Linked DNA regions of Muntiacus reevesi: region 1 is linked to region 2. Evidence: chromatin contacts called from public Hi-C data. All regions are on one chromosome and are shown on one strand. Each heading gives the region's core, a stretch centred on a gene start, on an enhancer-like site or on the middle of the called end of the contact. The rest is flanking DNA. Distances are from core to core; before and after follow the strand shown. Region 1 holds the start of ZNF165 (zinc finger protein 165). Region 2 holds the start of ZSCAN12 (zinc finger and SCAN domain containing 12).

Region 1 (2,700 bases), core at 59-2,558, 240 kb after region 2:
AACTTCTTGTTATGTTTTCTAGACGTGTTAAGTGTTTACCAGGTAGTGTCCTAATACTTTATGGGCATTATCTCATTCTACAACATATGTTACCTGAAAGTTAACATATGTTAACTTTCAGATAGCTGAAAGTTCTGTCTTCAGATGTTTAATCACTTCTTATCCACTTAAAACAGCCCACAACTCTAGATAAAAATCATCTAATTTGCAAGGACTTGATATATTCTCCCTAAAGCTGGGTTTCAAATGTCTTAATAACCTTAAACTAGTAAACATTTTTTGAGCATCTAGTGCTTTACAATCACTGTGTAGGAGGAGCGTTACAAAACTAGCTAAGCAAATATGTAAACAAATATTACAACAGAGTAAGGAGTGATTAGTTACATTGGAGGTTTGGTAAAGAGAGTAAAGAGTAATCAGTTACACGGGAGAACTGGTACTGTGGTTTCCTGTTGAATGAGTAGGTTCTTAGTGGATGGGTAGCTTCCGGGTGTGTACCATGGAATAGAAGTATGAGGTATGCGGGGCTGTACCTCCAGTAGAGGTCACAGAGTGGAACAGGGGATTCACAGTGCGTGATGACGAAGGCCCTCACAGCACCTTATGTTTCTCACAGAGGCATTTTCCGGTCTTCCAGCTAACTTGCTTGCTTTGCTGTCTGGTCTCTCATTCTGGAACGCGATACTCGTTTCAATATTAGTTTTCAGGCATCCCTAGTACACAGGGAATACTAAATATTTACTATGTGAATAAATTTCATGAGGATGCCGGAGCTGTCCCACTTTTCGTAAAAAACGCGGGTTACTCCTCCCAGGATGAGAGCAGGACTCTGGGGCTGACTCTGGGACAGTTTCTTCTGGCAGAACGCAGTCAGCCCGAGACAGATGCCACCCTTCCCCGCCTCGCCCAACTGAGTCAGGTCACTTCTTTTCCCAGTGACCCCAAAAATCTCAGTCAGCAGGAAGGCCCGTAGTCCCCCAAACCACGCCCTCTCACCGCTCAACGATGACGTCACGCGCGGCGGGGTAACTATGGAAACTCCTATCCATTCCAGATATAGGGCGGCGCAAACGCTTTCCCAACGCCAAACCTAGTTCTACACTTCCTCGGGATTCCTCTGAGGTCCCAGGTCCAGAGTGTCACAGGGATGTTGCAATCCCGAAGGGAACATGATAGGGACTGGGTGTTTAAAGGAGACAAAGGACCGGACACCTGGGTCCCCAGACCCGGACTCACCTCTCCCACAGGGCTGGTTCCAATCGGACACTTCCGGTGGAAGGACGGCGCTGCACGACTTCTCAAGGCTTCCTTTCACGGAGACTTTTGAGGCTGCGCAGAAGGAGGCGGACTGACTTTGGACTGCACTTCCCAGAAGCCTTCGGGTATCCTCAGGGTCTGGGACTCCATTTCCCAGGCATCTTTGCCAGTCTTGGGAGCTCTCGGAGCTTGGAGGGGGCGTTTTTTCCTCTCTGTAGCAGTAAGCTTGCCTTTACATCTCATGTGAGCCTCATCCTTAACTTTTTAATGAGCCCATTTCAGTCTCAGTTCAGTTCAGTTAAGTTGCTCAGTCGTGTTCGACTGTTTGCGACCCCAAGAACCGCAGCACGCCAGGCCTCCCTGTCCATCACCAACTCCCGGAGTCTAACCAAACCCATGTCCTTTGAGTCGGTGATGACTTCCAACCATCTCATCCTCAGTCGTCCCCTTCTCCTGCCTCAATCTTTCCCAGCATCAGGGTCTTTTCAAATGAGTCAGCTCTTTGCATGAGGTGGCTAAAGTATTGGAGTTTCAGCTTCAACATCAGTCCTTCCAATGAACTCCCAGGACTGATCTCCTTTAGGACATTTCAGTCTCAATTTTTAAATTGAGATATAGTTGATTTACAATATGTTTCAGGTGTACACATATTTCACAATTTTTAAAGGTTATACTACATTTATAATTATTATAAAATGCTCTGTTGTTATAAGTATATTCCCTATTCTATACAATATATCCTTATAGCTTATCTATTTTATTTATAGTAGTTTCTACCTGTAAGTTCCCTACCCCTAACTTGCTCCTCTCCCTCCCTTCTCCCCACTGGTAATCACTAGTTTGTTCTCTATATCTATGAGTCTATTTCTTTTTGTTATACTAACAAGTTTGTTTTATTTTTTAGGTTTTACATCTGTGATATATGCAGATGTATATTTTACATATGTGATATATATTATCTTTTTCTGTCTGACTTATTTTGCTAGTATAGTTCTCTCCAAGTCCATCCACCTTGCTGCAAATGATAAAAAAATTTCATTCTTTTTTATGGTTGAGTAGTATTCCATTGTATTTATATAGTCTTTATATATTTATCTATTGATGGGCACTTAGGTTGCTTCCACATCTTGGCAATTATAAATAATGCTGCTATGAATATTGAGGTGCATGTATCTTTTCTAATTAGTGTTTTTTTGATTTGTTTGTATATAAATCCAGGAGTGGAATTACTGGGTCATATGGCAATTTTTAGATTTTTGAGATGCCTCCATACTCTTTCCCACAGTTACATTTACACCACCAACACTGTACAAGGGTTTCGTTTTCTCCACACCCTCATGGTTTTTGTGCCAATACCACACTCTTTTGATTTCTGCAGCTTTGTAGTTTTTCTGAAGTCTGAGAGGGTTATGCCTCCAGCTTTGTTCTTTTTCTCAGCATTGC
Region 2 (2,700 bases), core at 27-2,526:
CTGTAACCTGCCAGACTCCTCTGTCCATGAGATTCTCCAGGCAAGAATCCTGGGGTGTGGTCTATTTCTGTCTGTTCTTACACAGTATCACACTCAATTGTAGGGACTTTATAACTTGTGGTGATATCTGATTAGTATGTCCCTCACTATTGCTCTTCAGAGAGTATCATGGCTATTCTTATTTTCCCATATGAACTTTATAACCAATTTGTCTAACTCTAGAACAGTGTTTGTTGATACTTTTATTTTGGAAGATTGACTTCTTCATTGAGTCTTTTGAACCAAGACTCTCAGCAGTCTTTTTAGCATGTGGTTTTCTATTTGTCTAACTATACATTTGGCCTTTCAGGAGGTTTTCCCCATACAGGTTTTGCAATTTTTTCCTACGGTTAGTCCCACTTATTTTCTTTCTTCCTCTTGTTGCTGCTGCTGCTGTTACTATTATAAATTAGGTATTCTTTTCCATTATATGTTGTACCTTTTATCACTGGTTATTTGCACATAGGAAAGTACTGTTTTCAGTGTGTTAATTTTATATTTTTGCTAGTTTACTAAATTATCTTTTAGTTTTCCCATTGAACTCTATGGGTTTTCAGATGTATACCCATTATCATTAGCGCATAAAAGGGAATTGTAGAAAGTGAAAAAGTAAGCAGAAACTGCCAGGTTGACCCTTGAGAAGTGTGTAGAAGAGGTCCCCTCCTGAGTCTGGAAGGACCTCGGGAGAAATCCCTTTGAGACATCTTTAATATCAAAGGTGCTGAAACCCAAATAAACGTGAGAGTGAAAAAGCATAGGATTTACCTAGCTCAGAGAGGCTCGCCATGCCTCGACCACCCATCAGTTTGGAGGAATGGGGATACTAGCAATCGGAAGATTAGCAGAAGGCGAAAAGTATCGCGGAAGATTAGCAGAAGGCGAAAAGTATCGTGAAACCGCGGGCCTGTGAATCCTCCGTAGTCATCTCTGGAGAGCGCACGGGAGAACTACCGAGTAGCGAGCTCACTCTTCCTAGAGTGGCGGCGGAAATGACCGGATGCTCCGTACTCGGCCGCTTCCGGCCTTTGTGGGTCGCTCTTGTTGGGTTCCGGTTCCGAAACCGTTCGAGACCTCACCCCCTTGAATCGGGTAGAGAAACTTCTGCTGGCATCCTGGGGCTGTGGTTGGGCGAGCTTTTGCTGCGGACCCGGCGGGTGGGTTGCTGGCCGTCATCGGGCCAGGCTGGAGTGGGGCGTCCTCTGGTGCTCACTGGCCCAGGTGGGTCCGCGAGAAGCTACTTGAGGCAGAAGCTAGCCCCCAGCCCTTTGAGGAGGGGGTCACAGCCCGGGATGAGGGAGAGACCCGGCTGTGCGCCTCATACCTCCCGGGCTTGCCTCGCGCTGTGTACCCTTCTTGATTCTGCGCCATCTGACATTTCCGAACACTCGTCGGTCACAGGCGCTGACCCACGTCCTAGGGCCTCTTTTACAAGCATCCCTTTATATTTAGAATTACAGTTACTAGGGTAGAAGAGGGCCTGAAAAACCAATGTCTCCAGCTTTTTCGCTTGATAAAGAATCAGGAGCAGAGAGATTAAGTCCCTGCGGAAATAAATTCATGTAACTGCAGCTTTTATGACTTAATAATTTCCCATTATGCATCATCTGAGTTTTAAAAGAATTTAAAAAGCAACTACTCAAGGATGTCTCAGCTTTTTGTTATAATTTGTTTGCTCTGTTTGTTTATTCCTTTTAATCCTCCTTTTTTTCTATTACTAAGTGGAAATATTTCCTTCTTAATCTTACTTTCCTTGTCCTGAAAATCCTGAAACAACTTAGCACCTTTTACTTATTCTTTTTCTTTAAATTAGTCTATTGAATCTTCTTTATCAGAGCACTTCTCTGAGTATAGTAGATTACCCTGGAGGCAGCTTTCAAAGTGCAAATTTAAATTCTTAGAATTTGCAATTTTTGTTTATGGTGTAGTTTGGGTTAATGATGATAGCTTCTCCCTCAGTTCTAACCAGAAAGAAGCTACACGGGAGATCTTGCTTGAAGCATTGATAAGCTTTTGCATAGCAATGATGGCAGGTACTTGGTCTATCCAGGCCAACAAGGACCAGGATGAACTTTTGGAAGTAAAGATAGAGGAAGAGGAGCTGGAGGAGGAGCATAAATACACCACTAAGCAGTATCAGAACCTGCAAAAGAACAACACCCACAGCAGGGAGGTCTTCCGACAGTACTTCAGGCAGTTCTGCTACCAGGAAACATCTGGGCCCCGAGAGGCTTTGAGCCGACTCCGGGAACTTTGCCATCAGTGGCTGAAGCCAGAGACCCACACCAAAGAGCAGATTCTGGAACTGCTGGTGCTGGAGCAATTCCTGACCATCTTGCCTGAGGAGCTCCAAGCCTGGGTCCAGGAACAGCATCCAGAGAGTGGGGAAGAGGTGGTGACTGTGCTGGAGGATTTAGAGAGAGAGTTGGATGAGCCAGGATATCAGGTGAGAACATAGATGTGGTGTCTTGAGAAGTGAATTATGGATTTCTAGGCCAGAATGAAGTCTAATACTATTTCACAAAATGTATCCTTGACAAGACTGGTGCATCAGAAAGGGGCCTGAGTGTCACAGAACGCTGGTTAATGTAGTCCTAACTATTTATGTCTTTTTTGTGGAAGGATCGTGTATTTCTGTATTAAGCTACAAAATTCTGTTTGGTG

Evidence for each region. Hi-C and Micro-C count contacts between places; a contact is called where the count stands out from the background.
Region 1: a Hi-C map of blood shows a contact between it and region 2, with 2.9 times the contacts expected there. The contact joins the promoter of ZNF165 here to the promoter of ZSCAN12 in region 2. A contact is called at or near these places in 2 of 3 Hi-C or Micro-C datasets (blood and muscle).

Annotation. Positions count from the first base shown.
Region 1 is chr20:31,446,411-31,449,110 of mMunRee1.1, forward strand. It overlaps ZNF165 (zinc finger protein 165), which reads right to left and starts at 1,309. Exons shown (of 4, transcript XM_065912015.1): 1 at 1,237-1,309.
Region 2 is chr20:31,207,040-31,209,739 of mMunRee1.1, forward strand. It overlaps ZSCAN12 (zinc finger and SCAN domain containing 12), which reads left to right and starts at 1,277. Exons shown (of 5, transcript XR_010660005.1): 1 at 1,277-2,482.